Regions from separate parts of the Sus scrofa genome. Here all the other regions are linked to region 3. Evidence: chromatin contacts called from public Hi-C, promoter capture Hi-C and targeted proximity ligation data. All regions are on one chromosome and are shown on one strand. The core of a region is the stretch at or near the end of the contact, and the rest is flanking DNA. Distances in the headings are between cores, read along the strand shown.

Region 1 (4,507 bases), core at 1,475-3,974, 280 kb after region 3:
AACTGGGAGAAGAGAGGCAGATCCAGATGTCAAAGAGGTTTACTCAGCCCAAGGGTTCATTTGGCTCCTAGAATAGCTTCTGCACCCAAACCCCAGGCCAAAGCCAGGAAAGCAAACTGGCAGCACTTGCTGCTTCTATAACACTAAACATTTCCTTCTGAGTGCTTGCCTCTGCCAGCCTCCCCAGGGAGGAAAACACACCACAGCAGGCTTTCTGGAACCACAATCCTAGGCACCTCTGGGGAAAAGGCTCCTCTCCAAGACACCCTGCATCCCTAAAAGTTAGGGCTCCCTTTGTGGGCACAGAGAAGGGTCCCCTTCATTTGACTAATGACCATGACAGGCAAGCTCTGAGCTTGTTAGAGTGGATATGTTCCTGGGATGGTGTCGGGGTGGGGTGGGGGGAGGCTTTAATGTTTTTCTTGCAAAGGTTGGGTTTCTTCTAATACTAATATTTGTTTTAGGACTGTTGTCAAATGCAGAATAGATCCGTGGAAGAAGGAGTTGTAGTTCAGGGTGACTTAAGTGGCCAGTCTTTATGGGCTGACAGTAAATCATAGCTGTCTGTTCTGTGAAACTCTGCCTAGATTTCTACATAACCTTGCTCTGAGACCCTGGAGAGATTCCTTCCTTTCAGGAGGCTCAGGTTTCAGGAGAGCTTTTGTTGACGGTCCTCCAGAGCCCCAGTGTGATGGATTTTTATGTCTTTTTGATTTGGGGGTCAGTGTGAGGTTATTGGTGGATATAGGGCATGGATTAGCATAATTTAAAAATTTTTTAAATTCAAAGTACAGTTGATTTACAATTTTGTGCCAATTTCTGCTGTACCGCAAACTGACTCAGTTATACAAATACATTCTTTTTTATATTCTTTTCCATCATGGTCTATCCGGGGAGATTGGATACAGTTCCCTGTGCTATTCAGTAGGACCTTGCTGTTTACCCATTCTAAATAAGCATAATTATTAAAGGAAGGGTGAGGAGATTAGTGTTTGATAAATGCCAAAGTGGAGCTGGTCATTCTTTCTACAGGAAGGAGACAAGGACCACAGCTCAAGGGCTTAGTGGAGGTGCAGGCAGCACCGTAGGGCTCTTTCCCAACCATTCTTCATCATTAGGATTATGGTGACACCCACCACACAATCATCATGTTGGCTCTGGAAGTCATGAAATAAACACTCTAGAAAGAACTGTCTTTTACAGTCGTGAGATCTGGGCTGACGATTTTCAGAAGACCTGGCTCTACCCGTCTCTAGGGCTCTTACTGCTCCAAGCTTTAGAGTCCTTATCTATAGAATGGGAATAAGGGTTTGAGAGGATTGACTCAAATAAAACAAGTGAAAGTTCTTTGTAAAAGGATGTGTTACAGATCCTGTCCCTATCAGCTGTCACTCTCCCCACCCTACCCCCACCATCTGCCAGACCTGCATTTCCATTTTACCTCCCCAATATGGGAGGACTCATCATCATCAGTCCCTCTGTTTGGGGGTCACCTCATATTCATCACACTTGTGGCTGTTCTGACTTCTCCCTGGGTGTCTCACTCTGTGTCACGAAATATCTCTTCGTGGGGTTATGCCATCTGCCTCCTGTCCAATATGCCCGCCTGTTTTCACATTCCAATTCTGACAAACAGCCACACAGACAGGATTTGGCCATATTTTCCACAACCCTTGAACCAAAAAGTTTAGATTTTTTTTCTTCTTTCTTTCTTCTCAGGGAGTTGTATGGTGTCTTTCCTCCTTTCTACTGGTTCTGTAACCTTGAAAGACCCTTTGAGAGTGGAACTCATGTCCCTTCACTTCAGAAAATAATTCTGATAAATGAAAAACAAATGCTCTCCCCTTTGGTAATGGAGAGAGACCGCTGCCTCTGAACACTTCAGAGAGGACCATCTCAAGGCTCGTGACATCCCCAGGGCAAGAGGAGTGGACATGGGACTCGCAGCCTACCTGAGACAGAACGTTTTCCTGGTTGTCCGCTTCGTTTTGCAGAGTCTCGTCCTCCGTGGGTGCCACCGTCCGCACATCTGGGGGTTCAGTCGCCCCAGTGGAGGGAGTGCTGTGCCCCCAGCCCAAAGCCATAACTAGAGACAAGCAGAGAACTAGCAGAAGAGACTTGGCCATGAGGGACGCTACAGAAGGAGCTTTACCCCTTCAGAGAATGGCTGTGGTCCGGTGGGGCGGGTGGAGGTTTGGGGCGAGGGGCGGTGGGGGCTCTCAGCAAGGACTGAAGCGAGAGGGTGTCTTGGCTGGAGCCGGTGAGGGGCTGCTCAGAGTGCCTTCTAAAGCTGGGTGCTGCTGAGTGGGGCAGGAGCGTGCACCCCAGAGACTCTGATCATCTCCTTTCCAACAGGATCAGCCGGGACCGAGATCAGCTTGGACCTGGACCGCGGCCGCGATAGAGAGTGGGGCTCAGAGTAGAAAGAGGTGATCGGGAAGGTGGAGGTGGCACAGCTAGCCGAGTGCGTCGTCCTCTGGAGAGGGCTCAGGTGGAAGGAAGGAGTCTGGGCGGATGCGGGCTGAGTGGTGCGCGCCGAGGCGGGCAGCGGGGATCCCGGGGGCGCAGGGGGACAGCCAGCGGCAGCAGCTGCAAGGGCTGCAGGGCGAGGGCGCAGAGGAGGGCTGGCGCGGAGGGAGGGCGGAGTCTCTATTGTGCCGGGCCTCTGAGATGCAGCCAGTTACGGCGCGGAGGAGGAGGACCGGGAAGCGCCCAGAACTCGCGCAGAGGGGCGCTCGGCCGACCCCGCCCCCAACTCGACCTCAGCTGCTGCGCACGCCCTCCGCGGGTGACGTCGGAAGGGCGCCCCATTCCTTTCATTGGACCGCAAATGATGAAGGGAGAAAGGTTACCCTGAGTAAGGGTCCCTGAAATGTGGGAAACCCTTGTGCCCATTCTCCCCAAGAGGAGCAGGTTTCCTTTGGGTTGGGAGGTAGGCAGCCAGCACTCTCTCCAAGCCCGAGCCAGTATGGATGGATCCTCAACATCCTCCGTTTTTGCACCTGGAGGAAAGAGGGAGCGTTTGCTCTTGGACGTTTCACCCCACCCCACCGCCCCCACCCCCGACTGTGGGTAAGATATTTAGCATCTTTGAACTTAGCGCCTTTTCTAGTTTGCTTGTCTGCCTCCGCTTTAGAACCTGGTAATACCTCCACCCAGAGGATGACTATTGAACTCCCTGCTGGAGTGTGTCCTACATAGCTATAATGTAAAAAATAAAAATCAGTATAAAAAAATAAATTGATTGCTGTGGCTAGGGCTTCCAGTACTATGTTGAATAACAGTGGTGAGAGTGGACATCCAGATTTTAGTGGGAAGGCTTTCAGCTTTTCTCCATTGAGTGTTATATTGGCTGTGGGTTTGTCATAAATGGCTTTGATTATGCTAAGGTATGTTCCCTCTATACCCACTTGGGTAAGAGTTTTTTTTTTTATCATGAATGGATGTTGGACTTTGTCAAATGCTTTTTTTTCTGAATCTATTGAGATGATCATGTGGTTTTTGACTTTTGTTAAGGTGCTGTATGACGTTGATTGATTTGCGTATGTTGATTCATCCTTGTGCACCTGGGATGAATCCCACCTGGTCGTGGTGTATGATCTTTTTGATATGTTGTTGGATTCCGATGGCCAAAATTTTGTTGAGAATTTTTGTGTCTATATTCATCAAAGCTATTGGCCTATAGTTTTCTTTTTTGGTGGTATCTTTGTCTGGTTTTGGAATTAGGATGACGGTGGCATCATAGAATGTCTTTGGGAACGTTCCTTCTTCAACTTTTTGAAAAAGTTTAAAGAGGATGGGTATAAGTTCCTCTTTGTATGTTGGGTAGAATTCACCTGTGAAGCCATCTGGTCCTGGACTTTTATTTGTAGGGAGTGTTTTTATGACATTCAATTTAATTTCTAGTGATCAATCTGTTCAGTTGATCTGTTTCTTCTTGATTCAGTTTTGGCAGGCTCTAAGTCTCTAGAAAGTTGTCCATTTCTTCCAGGTTGTCAAATTCGTTGGCATACAATTGTTCATAGCATTCTCTCATGGTTTTTTGTATTTCTGTAGTATCCATTGTGATTCTCCTTTTTCATTTCTGATTTTGTTTATTTGCATTTTTTCTCTCCTCTTCTTGGTGAGTCTAGCCAGAGGTTTGTCAATTTTGTTTATGTTTTCAAAGAACCAGCTCTTGGTTTTATTGATTTCTTCAATTGTTTTTTAATCTCTATTTTATTTATTTCCTCTTTGATCTTTATGATTTCCTTCCTTCTGCTGACTTTAGGTTTTGTTTGTTCTTCTTTTTCTAATTCATTTAGGTGTTGGGTTAAGTTGTCAATTTGAGATTTTTCTTCTTTTTTGAGGAAGGCCTGTATTGCTATGAATTTCCTTTTGAGCACTGCTTTTGCGGCATCCCATAGATTTTGAGTAGATGTGTCTTCATTATCATTTGTCTCGAGGTATTTTTTAATTCCCTTCTTGATTTCCTTATTGGCCTGTTGGTTTTTTAGTAGCATGTTGT
Region 2 (5,126 bases), core at 909-3,408, 510 kb before region 3:
ATATGTTTAAAAATGTTTCTCTGAGAGCTGACCAAGACAACTAGATAATAATAAAACAAAGCTGGAGGCTTGCTCCAAAACACATAATTTCTGCTCTCCTTTCCTTACTATAAATCTCCAGTTACCCAAAGGGACAATGACTGCAACAGATCTCATGCACTCGGCTGGGTGGGTGAAAACCCATTTTCCCTGGTATCGACCCCATTTCTAGGCTCAATTCCCAAAATGCCATTTCCATTCCCTTCCATTTTTGAAACAATAAAACTTCCAGACTTACCTCTGCAAGAAACTTAATTTCCCAGGTCTCTTCCTAGCACAAGGTTCAAAGCCAGCAGCAAAACAAAACAAATGGGGGGGGGAGCAAGAGTCAATTTTCAAGCTTTATTTTGAAACTCAAAGGCCCAAAGAGTAAACCTCAGTTGCAAAAACTGAAAGACAAGCCTAAAGCCATTTGATTGAAATGATCCACTTCAAGCTTAATGAGAGAACTCACTCCCAACAAAGTCCCCAGGCTTCCCCAACCTTCTACTACCCAATTCACAAAACAATACCAACTCTGGAGAATTTCCAACCTCAGTGGCTTGGAGCAAGAAAGGTCCCAATTTCAACAACTTGTGGGAAAACAAATTATCCTCTGATACATCGCCTGACTCCTCAATTCCTTATGAGGCCCACCTATTAACACTGACTCTCATCTTTAGGAAGAACAAGGAGGAAAGTGATTACAGCTAAAGGAGGCACTTTGTTTCCATCACTTCCTTTATGAGTCCGGAATTATCCTCCAAATTCTAACTTCACTCTTCCCTTTACCTAGCACACAGTGAAAACAAAATATCCACTGGGATGGCATCCACTCAAACATTTACATTTCTTGAGGGAATATTTTTTATATATGGATACCGACCCTCCCTCCTAGAACTTAAACAGCAAAAGAAGGGTCTGTAAACTATAGCACTCATTTAATTAGCATGGCTGTCTAAATGCAGTCCTGTGTTTTCTGTTCCCTTCTCAGACTTGCAGAACCTCTACTTTAGCATAGAGACCTCCAACATAGTGTGGCTGTTTCCCTATTCTGGCATTGCTTATTAAAACTAGAAAAATCCTTTACTCCTTCCACGCTCAAATGGTACCAGCCTCCCCATTTTCCCTTCTTTTTGTAACCAGGAAAAACAAGGGAGCAGTAAGCTAGGGAGCTTTTGGAAAGCAAATCCAGTTGAACCCTCATCCAACCCCAAATCTCCAAACTCACATGACCATTCCCTTCTGCCCTTCCCACTCTAGTAAAAAGCCAAAGGCCTGGCAATTAGAATTGGCTTCAACTGATGCTGCTTAACTCTGCTCTCTTCTTTCCACAAGGGAAAGGGAAACCCTGAACCTCTATCGCCCGTGCAGCTCCACTATCCCATCTCCCATCCTAGTCCCCTTCCTCCTAAACTTTCCTAGTCTCTCACTTTCTCCATTCCCTCGTCACACCGACACACTCTCCACTGCCCTAACCTCCGTTCTCTCCTCTTCCACCCAAATTCTCCCCTAGGCCCTTCCCCCTCCCACCTCCAATTTAACACTTTCAGAACCTCCCCCCAGACGTCTTAAATCCAATCCTCACCTTTTCCTAGCTCTCCACAACGCCCCTCGCAAGAGTCCAGTCCTTTTTCCAACCACATGCCACAAGCCCCCTTCCCCTTCACACCCTCAGCCTCTCCCTCCCACTCCCACCCCCTCAGCTCGGCGGGATCCCTGCCCTACTCCCCACCTTGGCCTCCCTAATACCCCTAGCCTGGCCCAGTCTCGGCCCTTGTTTACGCCCCTCCCCTGCCCAACTCCTCCGCCTCGACCCTGCCCTCTCCCACAGTTGCCACCTCCCCCGCACGCCCCCCTCGGCCGCTCCCCTCCCCCACCTTGCAGCGTCCCGTCACCTCCCTCTCCTGAGGTTCTCAGGCTGGACGTCGCTACCGCCTCCCCCTCCACTTTCCTTCCCCAAGCCCTTTGCGGCCCCGCCCGGCCCCGCCCCGTCCCGCTCGACTCCCCCTCCCCACCCCGGCCGCCCCGCCGCCTCACTCTCGGCTCAGGCTCGGCGCCGCCATGTTGGATCCATCCGCGCCGCTCTCCCGGGCCTGTCTCACGGCGCCGCATCCGGGCTCCAGCCGCCGCCGCCGCCGCCCGCGGGCGTGGGGGAGGGGAGAGGCGGGCGGGGGTGGCTGCATCCTGAACAGCGCCTCCCGGAACCTGGCCGGTTAGTGACGGCTTCGAGACCATAGCGAGGCATGAGCCGAAGTAGCCATGCTAGGTGAGGGCAGCCTGGCAGCGGCATTAAACGGGGAGTGGACAGCTTCACTTTGGTAGCGGAGAATAGAGATTGGCAGCCATCTTGCTTTGGGGCAACCTGGCAACGCAAGTTTTTCTTCGAGGCAGCTTCGGGGGCCGTAGTAACGCGTGAGAGAGGGTTGCATTCTTGAGTGTGGGAACGTTGGTGGGGCCAGAGCTGGCTGGTGTCGACTTCAAGACCAACTGAAAGACTGCGACTGGCAGCCATGACGCAAAAGGGCGGAATATTACGGGGGTCGGATTGCCCTGCGAACTTGGGGGAAGGTTCCCATGATCTGGATTTGACCTTTGCTCTGAGCTTCCTGGTAACCCGGACGTTCCGTAAACTTGAGTCCGGAACCGAAAGCGCTGCTCAAATGCCTTCTCGGATTTCACTTTTTGAGCCTTTGCCTTCTGAGCACTCAGAAGGAAGTGCTGCCTGAGCTCAGTGCTGACTGTTGAATTGAGGGTGGGGTGCCAGGTACCTTCTGGAGCTGCCAGCAGCCTGACACGGTCAAAAGAGAGGTAATAGACTGTGAGGTTGGGAGGGGCCACTTTATTCGAGGTCTTGTCAATTAGTTTATTTTATCCTATGGGAAATAGATAGATTTCGAAGAATCTTAGCAGAGGTGTGAACAAATATATTTGCGTTTGGGAAAGATCATTGCTTGCAACGGGGAGAATGGATAAGAGGGGATGAAATTGGAGCAAGAATAATTGGAAAGATTTTATCCAACTAAGAGACTATAGTGGTCTGTCCTAGCAAGGGGGCGTGTAGATGGGAAAAAAGTTTATCGGAAATGGGTGCGAAGCTGAGGGAGGAATCCAAGATATTTCCCAGGGTTCTGATTTTAATAACTGGAGAATAATGATGCCATTTGAAATAGAATTTGGGGGGGGTCATGAGTTTTAGGTGCCTGTGGGAAATCCATTGGACAATGGAACACTAGATAATGTGGGTGGGAACCCAAAAGGAACGTGGGGAGTGGGGGGTGCGCCCCAGCATGTGAATATAGAAGGTTGTTGAAGTCATGGAAGTGGATAAGATGGCCTAGAAAGAAGAATAGCTGCATTTAAGAGATGAGATAAGGGAAAGGAGCCGAAAAGACTGAGAAGGAACAAATAGAAGAGAAAGAAGAAACCAGGAGCAAAGTATCAAGGAAACTGGTCAGTGTTAAACATAACAGATCAGGTAAGATGTGGACTAAAATGTGTCCATTGGATTTTGCAACAACTAAGTCACTTAGTAATTTTGGAGAAAGCTGTTTCAGAGATGCGGTGGGGTAAAAACAAGATTGAGGTAAACTGAGTAATTGGAAAGGCACAATGTATAACACATTTTTCCAGGTGTTGACTGTAAAAAGAGGCTAGCAGTAGGATATAGCATGAGAGGGAATTCCAAAGAAAGGGAGTTTTAGTTACCTGTGGGATAGCCAGATGGAGATGTCTAAATGGAATATACAAATCTAAAACAGGAGAAAATTAAGTGGAAAAAGGCAAGTATAGAAGAATGCAAATGGCATATTTTCACAAACATTAAAAAATTAATCTTGAAGAGTGGGCCTGGGAGGGATGAAACATACTTTTTATTTTAAATCCATCTTTACTGTTTGAATTTGTTTTACTGGGTACATAAGTTATTTTTTTCCAGCTTTATTGAGATGTAATTGACATATAACATTGTGTGAGCTTAAGGTGTACAATGTGTTTTGATATACATATGTATCACAAAATAACTGTTACAATAAGCTAACACATCAGTTACCTCACGTGGTTACCATTGTGTGTGTGTACATTTATTACTTTTATAGAATACTACCTTTTTTTTTCTCTCCTTTTTAGGGCTGCACCTTTGGCTTATGGAAGTTCCCAGCCTAGAAGTTGAATCAGCGCTACCAGCCACAGCCACAGTCGCGCCAGATCTGAGGCGAATCTGTGACCTACACCACAGCTCACGGCAATGCCAGATCCTTAACCCTCTGATCGAGGCCGGGGATCAGACCCACGTCCTCATGAATACTAGTACGGTTCATAACCCACCGAGCCACAACGGAAACTCCCAGAAAACTACTTTTTGATAGAGAACAAGGCCCTGGTGTATAGCACATGGAGCTATATCCAATCTCCTGGGATAGACCATGATGGAAAATAATATAAAAAAAGGAGAAAGTGGAGTTCCTGTTGTGGCTCAGTGATTAACGAATCCGATTAGGAACCATGAGGTTGTGGGTTCAATCCCTGGCCTTGCTCAGGGGGTTAAGGATCTGGCATTGCTGTGAGCTGTGGTGTAGGTCGCAGATGCGGCTCGGATCCCATGTTGCTGTGGCCCTGGTGTAGGCCAGCAGCTACAGCTCCAATTAGATCCCTAGCTTGGGAACCTCCATATGCCAAGGGAGGCAGCCCTAGAAAAGGCAAAAAGACAAAAAAAAAAAAAGAGAAAGTATGACTGAGTCACTTTGCTGTACAGCAGAAATTGGCACAACATTGTAAATCAACTATACTTTAGTAAAAGGAAAACGAAAACTTTTTTAAAACTCCAGTTATATATGGGCCAGAAATTCTGAATAATGACCATTTCAGTGGTAGTTGAAGCTGTAGATTTGGATAAGTTCCCAGAGAACAGAGGGCTAAGAGTGCCTTGGTGAATTCTAACATTTAAGTCACAAGTAGAAGAGCCATTGGGAATCCTTGAAAAGGAACAGCCATTGAGGAGGAAAAAAACACTAAGGAGGAGTTCCTGTCGTGGCTCAGTGGTTAACAAATCCAATGAGGAACCATGAGGTTGCGGATTTGATCCCTGGCCTCGCTCAGTGGATTAAGGA
Region 3 (4,713 bases), core at 2,187-4,686:
AAAGTTATTAATAAAGCTACCAGACTTAAATAAAATGTTTTATTCTCTTGACAAGTATGTTTTCATAATGATATGAAAGACAAGGTTCAAATTTAGAGTTCTCTGACTTCATGGAGTTACATGACAAAATATGAAATTCAGTGAAAGTTGGCCCCTGACCCACCCACTGCCCCCTTTCCCCACAGCTGAATTTGTTCATCGGGATGGTGGTGCATGTGTATTTGTGGATTCCCCACCTCACTTTTCTAAGCTCTGTCTACACTCCTGGCATATACCATTGGCACAGTTCTTCCTTAGGAAGTCAGAGGTCTGAGCAAGCCTTGGATGCACATTTGGAGCTATTGGGCTATGTAAGAGTCAGAAGCATGTCTAGAAGGAGACAGGTATTTTGGCTGGGCGCATAACTGGCATCATGGCTTCTTAACCTGTGGAAAGTGACATTACTAGAAGTCAGTATAGTCCTAGGTATGGATCTGGACATAAAACTCAAATTTCATTTCTCTGACAGTGGTTTAAGTTGAAAGCAAATAAGGACTAAATTAAGAAGTATTCAATACTACTCAACATTAATGACTTGAAAAAAAAAGCATGTGATTGTGACTAGGTCTTAGCTGCAGCTCCGATTCAATGCCTTGCCTAGGAACCTGTGTGGCAGGTGTGGCCATAAAAAGGAAAAAACAAAAACAAAAAGTGCATGACGGGATCCGTGGCATCTTGGGAGTGCCGCAGCTGGGACTTGGGCTCAGATATGATCCCTGGCCTGGAGCAGCCAAAATAAATAAATAAATAAAATATTTTTAAAAAAAGCATGGTAACTAGAACGGAAGGAAGCGTCCTTAAACAATATGCATATAAAAAATAAAATCTACAAACAGCGCATTTCTTAATGAAAACTGAAAATAAATGTCCTTGTATTTTAAAAAAGTCTCCAATTTTTTTTTTTTTTTTTTTTTTTTTGCAAAAACAAATGAAGAAGTAAAAACAAAAAGCCAACCACCCCTCTAGATTTTACAATCAGCACAACCACAAAGTGAGAAATTCTACAGGACAAATGAGAGATTCTTGTCTCTTTGAAATTTTCCATAGTAAAGGTTTATTTTAAAAGTGATGTTAAATAAGCAAAATCGATTTTTTTTTTGTTTTCTTTTTAAGGCTGCACCTGTGGCATAAGTTCCCAGGCGAGGTGTCAAATTGGAACTGCAGCTGAAGGCTTTGCCCCAGCCACGGCCACAGCAACACCAGACCCAAGCTGCATTTGCAGCCTACGCCAAGGCCTGTGGCAACGCCAGATTCTTAACCCACTGAGCAAGTCCAGGGGTGGAACCTGCATCCTCAAGGAGGCTATGTTGGGTTCTTAACCTGCTGAGCGACAATGGGAACTCCAACATAGATTTTTAAATGTTACTGTTTGCATTCAGTAAGTTTTTCTACACAGAAAAATCCAAGGGAATCAACACGAAAAATCTTAAGAGTCATCAAGGTTTTTAAATACAAGATTTCTGTATGAAAGTCAATAATGTTATTATGCCTCAAAAATAACTGAATTAAAAAAAAAAGGGATGTGTAAATCGAAACTATAAAACTATGAAAAGAACAAAAATAGACCTCAGGAGAGGGAAGGATTTCTTACCCATTATGCAAATAGCAGAGATCATTAACAAAAGTTTGATAAATTTGACTACATTGAAATTAAAGCATAGAGGAGTAAAAAAACCAATAAACAAAGACAAGTGTCAACTTAGGAGAAGGTATTTACAATATACATATAGATTAAATGAATAGAATAGGCCATCTAAAGGTGAACACATCATCGAGAGAAAGAAAATAGGAAATTTTGTAAAAGATAATAATGGGCAATTCACAGAGGAGGAAATAGGGTTTAATAAATATGAACAGATACACCACCTCTTTAATTGTCAGAGAAATGTAAATTATAGTCACACCCTTCACAACCAAAAAAAAAAAAATGTAAAAGTCTGATCACATCTAGTGTTGGTGAGTGTGAATTAATATAATTTGGCAAACATTAGTACTCCTCCTTCATGACCCAGCATATATCTAAAAGACATTCTTGCATATTTGCACAAGGAGTCCCATACAAGCATATGTTTTATGTAACAGAAGTTGAAATATTCCAAATGTCCATTTAGTAGGGAAATGAAAAAATATATATTCAAGGAAATACCATGTAACAGTTAAAAAACAGTTAAAACTTGAAAATAATGCTGAATGAGAAAAGAGACTTGGAGAACACTAGTATGGTATGTTTATGTAAATTAAAATACCCCCAAACAACACTAACTATGTATATGTATACACACATATTTAAACATGATAAAAATAGAAATAGATTTGAATGATTACCACAAAATTCATAATGGAATTTGTCTATGTGGAGGAAGGGAAATGAAGCAGAGGAAAAAGCAGAGCTCAACTTAATCTGCAATGTTTAATTTTCTTCCTTCCTTCCTCCCTCCCTCCCTTCCTCTCTTTTTTTGCTTTTTAGGGCCCTACGGTGGCATATGGAAGTTCCCAGGCTAGGGGTCAAATCCTACAGCTGCCAGCCCACGACCTACATACACCACAGCTCACAGCAACACCGGATCCTTAATCCACTGAGTAAGGCCAGGGATCGAACCCGGATACTAATCCTAGCTGAGCCACAATGAGAACTCCCTGCAATGTTTGATTTCTTATGAAAAGTCTGAAAGTGGAAAATGTTAATATTTGTTAATTCTTGGTAATAAGTACACAAATGTTTTGTAATTACCTGCACTTCTTGAATAAAATATAATAGTTGCAAAAATTTAAAAAAAAAGGGGGGGGAGCTCTGCCATGGCTCAGCAGAAACGAATCTGACTAGCATCCAGGAGGAGGAAGAGGTTTGATCCCTGGCTCTGCTCAGTGGGTTAAGGATCCTACAATTCGGTGAGCTGCCGTGTAGGTCGCAGATCCCTCTGGGATCTGCGTTGCTGTGGCTGTGGTGTAGGCCAGCAGCTGCAGCTCGGATTCGACCCCTAGCCTGGGAACTTCCATATGCGGCGATGCGGCACTTAAAAAACAAACAAACAAACAAACAAAAAAAGAAAATTTGCTTAAGTTCAGTTATGATAATTTACTTAAAAAAAAAAAGACTAAGGTGTCTGGTGCATATAAAATAGAAGACTCTTGCTAGTTTTATTTTAGTTTTTATGCCAATATTTGAATTTGCAGTTGAGTGAGAATAAAAACTTATAAATTGCACCCGAAATGAAAACCGGTTAGTTAGTTTGTGATAGAAGGAAACACCTTTAATGTCAGGGCATTTCGATAATTCCTTTTTTCCGGAGTTGGGTCCCAGGGATATTTCGTATGCTGCGGATGGTGTAATCAGTAGTAATCAACCAGCCACAAGTAGTTTGGAGGATTCTGGGAAACATTTGTTTTGTTTAGTAACCGAGGGAAAGATTCCACTTGGTCTTAGAGGGATACGTGTTCTTAAGGTAGAGTATATTAAATAGTCAACAGCTGAAATTCTTTAAAATACATTCCATTAAATAGCGTTCTTGAAACTGTCTCATCAGACTCAGTTCAAATTTTCAGTAGAAGTTTCTGATGTATGTGGGATTTTTCTAAACAAAACCGGTTCTTAAGTTTTAGTAATAAAAAGATTGGGAACTTACATTATTGTAGATGTTAGGGTAGTCTGGCTTGGACTGTCACTACCAAGTACGATGCTTTAGAGATGCATATTTAAGGAGATAAGTTTGATCCTAGGGAGTTTATCTTTCATATTTGCTTTGCTTGAATTTGTTTTTTAAAAGTAAGCTTTTTAAAAATCCTAATTCATAGTATTTTTGCTTGTCTCCGATACTGTGCCCGTAGAGAGGCAGCTCTAACGAATGTGGAAAAAGTTGTGTGTTTTTCTTCCCCAAACTTGTGTATAAAGATAATTTTTAAATTGATACCGAGTTATTCGTTAAAAAATTAAACCAAATTTACTTGCTTAGTCTCTAGTTTTGTTCTGATATAGCCACGCTGTGGTCTTAAGGCTATTCAGGGGATAAGCCAAGGCGTTCAGAGTGGGTTTTTCCATCTTTTAATATGATCAGTATATTTTATTTAACCGAAATAGTTTACTTTTTTTTCTATATATTTTTTTTCCTTCAAACGGCGGGACAGAAAATGCCGACAAATTCAAAAGAGAAATATTTGCCCAGAGATTTGGTTAAAATTAGCTTGGTCTCTGACGTCCCCTGTGCCGAAGTAGTTTGTCTTCATTCGGCCACCGTCTCGACAGCGTTTCGGAGTATTTTGTCCGCCTGCTGCCGCCGTCCCAGATATTAGTCACCGAGTTCCAGCGCAGGGGAACGTGTGTTTCGGGGGAGCAGGCTGGCGTTGCCGGCACCATGGAGTCACCTTTTAGTCCGGGACTCCCTCACCGGTCGGATGAAGATTGGGGTGAGTGGGATTTGAGACTGTATCAAGGTGGCTCCGGGTTTCTTCCTCCCTGCTTCCGCGCACTTGTGGTGACAGGTGTGGACAAACCCCGCCGGGGGAGCGAGGGCCATTCGTCGCTTCCGTCTGTGGTCCTGGTAGAGTCTAGCAGAATCTGTCGGTTTCTGCCCTGGCGACAGCGAGCGTAAAATGTTGCCCGATTGGAATTGCTATCGTTTTCCACTGTTTCCTCTGGGAAAGTACCAGGTGATGATATTATGGGGCGAAAACGACGTC
Region 4 (4,592 bases), core at 1,976-4,475, 470 kb before region 3:
TTCCATGTGGAACATATGGCAGAACTAGAATTTTAGCCCAAAGCTATCCAACTCTAAATTTGGACAATTCTAAATTCAACAAAGGGAAGATCACAGAAGATTATAGGACAGGAAAAGTCCTATAATCCTATAGTCCTTAAGGAAAAGTATGGAGCTACATGTTGGCAGAGGAGTGCCAGCTCCTTTCCCACATTCAAAAACCTGACTCTCTTGGAGTTCCCTTCGTGGCTCAGTATTTAATGATCCCAAGTAGGACCCATGAGGATGCAGATTCAATCCCTGGCCTTGCTCAGTGGGTTAAGGATCCAGCATTGCCGTGAGCTGTGGTGTAGATTGCTGACGCGACTCAGATCCAGTGTTACTGTGGTTGTGGTGTAAGCCGGCAGCTGCAGCTGCAATTCAACCCCTAGCCTGGGAACTTCCATATGCCACAGGTGTAGCCCTAAAAAGTGGAAAAAAAAAAAAAAAAAAAAAGAAAGCTGACCTTTTAAAATTATTTCATTATATGAGAATGGAATGGAATTTACTTGAGGCTTCCCTATAAGAAAGGTAGGGTGGTGTGGGAATTGGGGGTACCTGGTGGATGACATAGATGCCATAAGCAAGCTGCTGACGCTGCAGGAACGGGTGCAGGTGGTACAGCAGCAGGCGCAGGTGCTGCTCTCGGGCACGGTGGGGCACAATTATGGCTGTTCGGGACCGGGCCTCACACCCTGCAGGGCGGTACCGGCCCCCTGGTTCCACCCGGGGATTCCTCTCCATAATCTCTGCCAGCGACGGCACTGGGCTAAAGGACACGGACACGGGACCCACTGTTGGGAGGGAATGGCAAGGTCAGGGATTAAAGTAACAAGGAGAACTGTCTGTCCCTGGCAGTTGGATTCTGGGGCTCAGCTCCCCCAAGGGCTCACTCACATTGTTTCACAAAGCCTTGAGCTCCCCATCACTGGGACAGCTTTGTAATATCTGGAAGGTGAAGACTCCTTACCTACTTTACCTTCTTATTTCAGGGGTCTATAACTCTCTTCTGCCTCACAAAGTTGGAAACTTACAGTTTGGGGATGGAGAGAACAGGACTTCCAACTAACTAGCTAAACAGGCAGGGGTTGTCTACAAAAGAAACAATCCTAGCCCGAGGCAGGAAGAGCCCATAAACAGGCAAGCAATGGAAAGCTGTGGTTCAACCCAAGAGCCCCGGTGAAACTCCAAATTCAGAGTCCATTCTATCTCACCTCATCCCACCTTCCAATTACATGATCCTCCTGTTCCAGGACCCACTCCTGCCATCCTATGCCTGTCCAAGCCTCCCCATCCCCACACCTTGGTCCTCTCTTTGCTTCAGCCTTGCTTCTGCACTCACCTAAGAGAGGGGATCGTTCTGGACAGTAGGGCAGACCTTGAGGTGCTGGAGGGCCCCCTGGGGCAACAGGGGCCCCATGCAGGTGACTGAGGTTACTGTAGACATCATGGGGATGAGAATAGTCAAAAGTTGGCTCCTGCTCTCGGCCAAATAGGGCACTCAGGCTTCGGAAGCCTCCCAGCGACAGGTACATCATGACGGCCAGCTGGGAGCCCACAAGCAGGGCCAGTGTGCAGGGCCGCTCCAGCAGCCTCCGCAACATCCTGGGTTGAGGTCTGGAGAGAGGGGAGAGTTCCAGGGCAAGCAGGAAAAGAGCAAGCCAGCAGAGAAATCATCGGGTAGGCATAAAGGTGGTGCCAGGGGTAAAGAGGAAAAAGAGGCAAAAAACAAAGTCACAGAAGGAAGCACACAAGTGTATGGAAAGAAATAGTATGTAACCACCAGCAGCCCTACCACCTGTTACTTCCAGCCCCAGTTTCACTTTCCTCCACCCCTTCCTCAAGCCACTCCTACCACCAACTCTCAGTCCCCACCCCCAAGAATGCTTACCTCATTCGTGTCCCAAAGCCATTTCAGAAGACTCTCTGGAGAACCTCCCTTCCAATTTAGAGAGGGGAGAGATAGACTCACCTAGGTTCAAGCGGTCTTCTTCGGGATCATTGGGGCTCCAGGGGGTCCCGGGGGAGCAGAGATGTGAGGCATTATATAAAATTGGAAATATCACAGAGGACAGAGAAAGGCTCCATCCAGCACTCCAACAGCGATCTTGGGACCAGCTGGAACAGAAGTGGTCAAGGATAGCCAGCCACCCGCAGAGCGGCAGAGATCAGGATCTGGGTGAAGCCGGTTTCCCAGCTGGGGAAGCGAGAGAAGGTAGTTGGAGAGAAAAGGGGAGGAGCAGGGGATGCTAGGTTCGCGGCCTCTCCAGCGGTAACCCTATGGTGTGTCAGATTCACTCCTTACTTAACCATCCCCCATCCCAACAGGACCAACCAGTTTGGGGAGTGGGGACAGGGCAGCTATTGGAGACATTACTTTCACTAGGGGGTGAGGCAGTTATAACAGGACTGTGGAATGGTCTCAAGAGAACCCAGGGAGGCGGAGGAAACTCGCTCCTTTCCGTTCTCCACGTTTCTGGGAGCTAGCTCCGCAGGTGCAGGGAGCGTGACCACCTGGGAGCTGCAAGCAAACAACCCCGGAGCGCGGCGGCGAGTAGGATGGGGGTGGCGTCCTCTACCTTCTCCTACATTTACCGGGTCCTAGCGGGGGTGGGGATCAGGATTACGGGTGAAATGAGACAAGGAGAGGGAGGGCTGGGCAGAACCTGTCAGAGGTACCTGGGCTAGATCACCGAGAGGGGCGTGGTCAGTGCTCTACGGAAGGTTACAGTTGCCTTCTCTCGGGGCACCCTCATCCCACCCCAACCTCCCCTTGTGTTTGCGCTACCTTGCAATGTGAGCCCACCGGCCTCGGTCCACACTTGCACCCAGGTTCCCTCCCTGCTCAAGATTGTCTCCAGCCATTATCCAAAACTTCTCACCTTCCCAATCTCCCGAAGCTTTCTCTCGGGCCTCTCACCCCACCATCCCCCAGCCCACCTACCTGGCTTTCTGCTTCCCGTCGTCACTGCCACCCCGACAGCCGGGCAAGAATCGCTGGAGCCATCTTGGAAGCGGGCGCTGCGGGGGCTGGACCTCGCGTCACGGGGCGGGGCCTCGGGTGGAGCCGCCCAGGCGGGCGGATCGCTGGGTCTGTGGACAGCGCGGCCGGAATGAGGCTCGCCAAGGGCTCGACCCCATAGGAACGCGGGCACTTATCCCCACCCGACCGACTCCTAGTGGAGTTCTGTTCTCTACCCCTCAGACTTGTTAAAACATCAGGTCAAACCAGGACCTTCCTCGGGCCGTGACTGACCGACAGGCTGATACATCCGAAGACCTATTCCCCCTTGCTGGACTGAACGCCTTTCCCAGTGTGTCTTCCTCCGCAACGTACTGCCGCTTACTGTCAAAATTGTTTCTCTCTCAGGGTACAATGTTGCAGACTGCTCTGCTCTGGCGCATTTTTGTATCCCCAAGATGTCCCGCAGGCCTTGAAATAGAAGTGGTTAATAAAACAAGGAAATATCGAGTGTGAATGGAAGGGCCTCGTCTGCTTTAATGTAAAAATATTTCCCCATGTATTAGACTAAAATGCACGCTCCACTGATAAGCAATAATGTTTATCTTGTGGTTTCTACTACTCCCTTAGCATACTGTGCTCCTGAGAAGGAGATGTTCACACTGAGGCAACTTGAATATCTCAGTGTCTGCCTCAAAAATCTCGTGGTCTTGTGTGTGGGGGGGGAGTGTAATCAGTATTGTGTGATAAATGTGATAGTCCAGAAGTTGCACCTCATTCACAAGTCGAGGTTTGGGAAAGATTTCCCAGAAGAAGTGATGGCTAATGGGAGACCTGAAGGACTGGTTTATAGCACATCCTTCTGCTTTGTAAGATTTTGTTTCCATGCAGCTGTTTTGTAACTGTGTAGGTACACATGCAAATTCTGTCCTGTCTGATAGAGGTTCATTTGCAGCAGTTATAACATCTGCTAGTTTCCTCATGAGTTAAATAAAATCTTTAACAGGTGTTCGTTTTTACATGTGGATTGAAAAGCTCTCTCCCTGATCAAACTTAGGCTCCTCTGAGCCCTCTTTTCCAACAGACCTCATCCTTAGGCCTATAGCCATTTGTAGCAAGAATCTTACTAAGTCAGTTTAGCAAAAATCTCCTCACCCTTGACTTTGTGATCATCCTGACCTGCCTTTAGCAAGAATTCTAAGTGGGTTTGGTAAGAATCTCCCTACCCTTGATGTATTTTTCCATCCACTGATTCATTCTGCTCCTTGGCTATAAATATCCACTTGCCCTTAATGTATTGGAGTTGAATTCAGTCTCTCTTTGATTGAGATAGTCTTGGCACCTATTGCAAGAGTCCTGAATAAAGTTCTCCTTACCATTTTAACAAGTGTCAGAATAATTTTTTCTTTAACAGGGGAAAGCCATAATTTTACCCTTTTCTGAAAACTTTCTTTTGACAGATGAATAGTGTTCTAGATAGAGGAAACCATAGTGCAAAAGTCTGGAAATGAGAAAGAAATTAGGGAGCTGGGAAAATTAAAAAATGAATCGGTAAGACTAAAGAATGGAGTGAGGGGAATGATGAGCCACGAGACTGAAGAGGTAAATAGGT
Region 5 (4,584 bases), core at 883-3,382, 490 kb before region 3:
TAAAGCTTTATAATTCTTCCAGATTCCCATAACATACCCCACTACTGCTCCAGAAATTGCAGTCCCTGAACTAGATGGAAAAACAGCAAAGATGTACAGGTAGGACTGAATAGGAGATCAAAAAAGGTCTAAGAAGGCCTTGGGGAAGACACTGGGAGGCAGGATTTTCCCAGGGACTTCTGGCCTAGAGGAGCTCCAGGTCTCTATCTGCCAAGCCTGGGGAAAGCACGTAGCTGACCATGTTCTCAATTCTGATCACCAGTAGTCTTCCTGTGCTTCCAAGAGTCTGCTGTGCTTTATGGTACAACTTGCATGTCAATACCTTCTTCATCTTGTCCCTCTCATAGGGGTGGCAAAATATGCCTAACGGATCACTTTAAGCCTTTGTGGGCCAGGAACGTGCCTAAGTTTGGACTGGCTCATCTCATGGCTCTGGGGGTAAGTGTGAAGTATTTGGTATTTGGTATACAGTGAGGGAAGGGGTTTGGTCCTGAGCGGTATAAAAGTAACTGAGAATAAGCAACAAATAAACAGTGTTTTCCTTTGGGCATGTTCTCATAGAATATCTCTAGGAAGTAGCTTCTGAGGGAATAAGAGGCATTGCTTGTTTGGTAGTTATCTAACAGCTATCTTTTTTATTGCAGCTGGGCCCATGGCTGGCAGTGGAAATCCCTGATCTGATTCAGAAGGGAGTGATACAGCATAAAGAGAAATGCAACCAATGAAGTACCGAGCCACTGAGGCAGTACAGAGGGACCTTTGATAGGTTATATTCCTGTTTTCCTGTGCATCATTCTTTTACTCATGTAACTGCTTCCCCCCATACCCCTTCACCTATAATTGTTATTGAGAAGCTGCAGCAGACACTGCTGAAAAAAAAGTACAGTATTGCTACTGAATTTCTGAATTGGGTTACACAGGAAGAGGAAAAACTAGGGCCTTGAAAAACCAAAGGGCAACTAATATCCCTCTCCCAGGTGGAAAAATTTAAGATCCTGGAGGGATAGGTGGTGACTGAAAGTGGGTACATAGTATTTTTGGTTTGGGGTGGTAATTCATCAATAAAAGCTGCTTCCTTCAGTGGCTTGTGGTTCTCTAACTGGTGGCTGTTAATAGAGGGTCAGCAGGCTAAGGGTCAGCAGGCACATGTACAACCATACTTGTTTCAGAGGGAAGGGAAAATGGAGGATGCTCTGGTCTGAAGCTAGGGAATAAAAGTAAATCCTGACTGCTCTCCCTGCTGCTGAGATCTGCTCTTGTCCTTTAGCAGGAAGCCTACAGGATGGCTGAGGACTGCGTTTGCCAAGGCAGCATTCCCCGACTTCCAGGGATCTTCTCATCCCTGTGTGGATACTTCTCCACTGGTCAGTCGATAGACTTGTATTAGGGCCACATGATGGGGGATAGGATTCTGTACTTTTTTTTTTTTTTTTTTTTTTTTTTTTTTTTGTCTTTTTGCCTTTCCTAGGGCCGCTCCGGCAGCATATGGAGCTTCCCAGGCTCGGGGTCTAATCGGAGCTGTAGCCTCCGGCCTACACCACAGCCATAGCAACTCAGGATCCGAGATGCGTCTGCGACCTACATCACAGCTCACTGCAACGCCAGATCCCTAACCCACTGAGCAAGGCCAGGGATCGAACCCACAACCTCATGGTTCCTAGTCGGATTCGTTTCTGATGCACCACGATGGGAACTCCTGGACTCTAGAGAGCTGCTTTGGAGCAATGGCTTAAAGACAACTTGGGGACTTCCCTCCTGGCTCAGCAGAAACAAATCTTACTAGCATCCATGAGGATGCAAGTTGATCCCTGCCTTCCCTCAGTGGGTTAAGTATCCCGCGTTGCTGTGAGCTGAGGTGTAGGTCGAAGACACGGCTGAGATCTGATGTGGCTGTGGCATAGGCCAGCAGCTACAGCTCTGATTCAGCCCTTAGCCTGGGAACCTCCATATGCCCCAGTGCCGCCCTAAAAAAGCAAAAATAAATAAATAAATACATAAATAAATACATAAATAAATGCAATTTGGGGCTGAGCTGGGAACCCAGGAGTCCTAAAGTTGGCTGTGTTTCCATGGTGTCGGTGGCGGAGCCGAGGGGGCGGGTTCACGCAAGCGCCGAGGAAGGAGGTGGGTGGATTCTGAGTGTGGGTGCGCAAGCGCTCTGAGAGACAGTGAAGCCGGCGGCCGGTGCCCGGGCGGGACCAAGAAAGATGGCGGCGGCCCCTGCGGCGGGAGAGACCTGGGCAACAGCTGCGGCTAAAGCTGCAGCCAGGCCCGCGGGGGTGCTGCACGCGGGTAGTAGGGGGTGGCCCTGAGCTGGGGCCTGGCCCCGGCTGGCCTCCCCCGCCGTCTTACCCGGGGACAGGTACGGTCCGGGACATTATGGCGTGGGGGTTGCCGAGGGAAGACTGCTCCCAGACCTGGGAGATCGCCCTCTACAAAGGCAGAGCAGAGGGCCCTGCAGGCCTGGGAGAACTGGGCTGGCGGGACCAGCATCCGTGGATCTTGGAGAATACGCCGCTGGACCCCGTAGCCAATCAGCAGCCTCGGCCTTTCTGCCCTCGAGGGGGGCGGACCCGGTTGATGCTGGCTGTGGTGGGAGAGGTGCAGAGATTAGAGGTCAGGGAGTTGTTCGTCCTCCCTCCTCGCCGCTACCCCTGAGCCCCAATACCACTTTGGAGCTCAGAGGTGGGGGAGGGAGTGATTGACAAGTCACTCTTTTAGTCTGCTTCGTTTGCAGCCTGGAGGGGCTGGAATCTGAGGATGGAATGCAGTCCTTTGGGCTCTTATACTTGCATCCACACCCCTCTTTGACCAGAGGTCCCAAGTGACCCAGGGCGCATCCCACTTGACTAGCTAGGAATGCGGGACCCTCATGAGTATTTAGATTATGAAGACAGCAGAGATAGGAACTATCTGTTGTTGGCTCTCTCATATTCTGCAGGAAGAGAGTGAGGAATGTGGAAAGAGTCAAAGCCCTGGCTTGCTGTATTCATTCATTCGTTCATTTACTCAGTGCATGTTAAGTATTTACTTTATGCCAAACACTATGCTAGGTATTGGGGATACAATGATTGATATGGTGGACATGGTTCCTGACCTCCATGTATGTAGAAGCTGGTATAGTAGGCTAGGTTCCCTCCTTCCTCCCTTTTCAAATGCTGACCCTCTCTTCTCCTCCCAGGTCCAGCCTGTGGTGTCCACAATGCCCCAGGCTTCTGAGCACCGCCTGGGACGGACCCGAGAGCCACCTCTTAATGTCCAGCCCCGAGTGGGATCCAAGCTACCATTTGCTCCCAGGGCCCGAAGCAAGGAGCGCCGAAACCCAGCCCCTGGGCCGAATCCCATGTTAAGACCTCTGCCTCCCAGGCCAGGTCCCCCTGAGGAACGTCTCAAGAAACTGGAGCTGGGACGGGGACGAACCTCAGGCCCTCGTCCCAGAGGCCCACTTCGGGCAGATCATGGAGTTCCCTTGCCTGGCTCACCACCCCCAACTGTGGCTCTGCCTCTCCCATCCAGGACCAACCTAGCCCGTTCCAAGTCTGTGAGCAGTGGGGACTTGCGTCCAATGGGGATTGCCTTGGGAGGGCACCGTGGCACCGGAGAGCTAGGGGCTGCACTGAGCCGCCTGGCTCTCCGGCCTGAGCCACCCACTTTGAGACGCAGCACCTCTCTCCGCCGCCTTGGGGGCTTTCCTGGGCCACCCACCTTGCTCAGCATACGGACAGAGCCCCCTACTTCCCATGGCTCCTTCCACGTGATATCTGCCCGGCCCTCTGAGCCATTCTACTCCGATGACAAGATGGTGAGGACTTGCCAGCACACATGGCCTTCCATGCTCATGTTCCTTCATGCTTCCAGCTTTCTTGCCATCATGTGGCTTTTCTTTCCCCCTTTTTCCCCAGGTTCATTTTTTTAACCCTTTGTTACAGCAGTTTGGACTCTCTCTCCCTTACTTAAGTGCCCTTGAGCCTCATAGACCCTTTTCAGGGTTGTCTGTGACTCTCCAGCAGGGTGTGCCATTTCATTCCCCAAGGAATTAACTCAACCATTTGGAATTCTTTGGGTCCCCAGGCCCTTACTTCCCCTTTCTGTACCTTCTCTCCTAGGATGCTACCTAAGTCTAATTAATCTCTGGAGCTGAAGAGGGGCGGGTTCAGAACATCTGAGCTAATGTGGTTGCCCATTTCCCGAGCTGAGTGAGCTAGGCTGAGTGCAGTTGGAGCCTTCAGGAGAGGGTGCAGGAAGGGGCCACGGGTGCAGGAGGGGGCCTTGGGGGTAGCAAGGTGGGGGTGGGGAGCAGCTGGGCAACCATGCCAGTGCTTGGGGAGTTGCCCCAGGAGCTGCATCGCCGGCTAGCTGGGCAGAGGAGTAAGTGGGCAACAGGTGGGACAGCCATGGCTGAGTCCGTGGTACACTCAGCTGTGATGGGCTTACTACTCATGGCCAGTGAGGTAGGGAGACCCCAATACCCAGTGAGGGAAAGAGTGTAGCGTTTGGGGGTGAAGGATGGGGTGGGGGAGGCAGTGGACAGCATGCTGTCAAAAGGATTAAAGTGCCAGGTGGGATGTATGGGAACCTGCTGAC

The links. Promoter capture Hi-C pulls out the DNA fragments that hold promoters and counts their contacts. A called contact is a pair of places that touch in the nucleus more often than the background predicts.
Region 1: a contact with region 3 is called in a targeted proximity ligation map of skeletal muscle, with 4 times the contacts expected there. A contact is called at or near these places in 1 of 5 promoter capture datasets (fetal skeletal muscle) and 1 of 2 datasets of targeted methods (skeletal muscle).
Region 2: a contact with region 3 is called in a promoter capture Hi-C map of liver, with 4 times the contacts expected there. A contact is called at or near these places in 1 of 5 promoter capture datasets (liver) and 2 of 2 datasets of targeted methods (alveolar macrophages and skeletal muscle).
Region 4: a Hi-C map of skeletal muscle shows a contact between it and region 3, with 4 times the contacts expected there. A contact is called at or near these places in 2 of 5 promoter capture datasets (fetal skeletal muscle and liver), 3 of 47 Hi-C or Micro-C datasets (liver and skeletal muscle) and 2 of 2 datasets of targeted methods (alveolar macrophages and skeletal muscle).
Region 5: a promoter capture Hi-C map of fetal liver shows a contact between it and region 3, with 2.6 times the contacts expected there. A contact is called at or near these places in 2 of 5 promoter capture datasets (fetal liver and liver) and 1 of 2 datasets of targeted methods (alveolar macrophages).

Annotation. Positions count from the first base shown.
Region 1 is chr4:88,520,388-88,524,894 of Sscrofa11.1, reverse strand. OLFML2B (olfactomedin-like protein 2B) reads right to left here and starts at 2,724. Exons shown (of 8, transcript XM_001924407.5): 1 at 1,953-2,724. The coding sequence starts at 2,126. LOC110260305 (a long non-coding RNA gene) reads left to right here and starts at 2,852. Exons shown (of 5, transcript XR_002343374.1): 1 at 2,852-3,072.
Region 2 is chr4:89,308,363-89,313,488 of Sscrofa11.1, reverse strand. UFC1 (ubiquitin-fold modifier-conjugating enzyme 1) reads left to right here and starts at 2,158. Exons shown (of 7, transcript XM_003125655.4): 1 at 2,158-2,287. DEDD (death effector domain-containing protein) reads right to left here and starts at 2,181. Exons shown (of 6, transcript XM_003355092.4): 1 at 2,059-2,181; 2 at 278-310.
Region 3 is chr4:88,804,879-88,809,591 of Sscrofa11.1, reverse strand. ATF6 (cyclic AMP-dependent transcription factor ATF-6 alpha) reads left to right here and starts at 3,436. Exons shown (of 17, transcript XM_021089515.1): 1 at 3,436-3,482. LOC110260306 (a long non-coding RNA gene) reads right to left here and starts at 3,402. Exons shown (of 2, transcript XR_002343375.1): 1 at 3,289-3,402; 2 at 1-425.
Region 4 is chr4:89,276,889-89,281,480 of Sscrofa11.1, reverse strand. It overlaps B4GALT3 (beta-1,4-galactosyltransferase 3), which reads right to left and starts at 3,225. Exons shown (of 8, transcript XM_001927348.4): 1 at 2,963-3,225; 2 at 1,991-2,215; 3 at 1,361-1,635; 4 at 577-812. The coding sequence starts at 1,622. PPOX (protoporphyrinogen oxidase) reads left to right here. Exons shown (of 13, transcript XR_002343378.1): 13 at 3,224-3,497.
Region 5 is chr4:89,292,780-89,297,363 of Sscrofa11.1, reverse strand. USP21 (ubiquitin carboxyl-terminal hydrolase 21) reads left to right here and starts at 2,132. Exons shown (of 13, transcript XM_001927782.6): 1 at 2,132-2,362; 2 at 3,182-3,802. The coding sequence starts at 3,203. It overlaps UFC1 (ubiquitin-fold modifier-conjugating enzyme 1), which reads left to right. Exons shown (of 7, transcript XM_003125655.4): 5 at 23-99; 6 at 348-438; 7 at 645-1,080. The coding sequence ends at 725.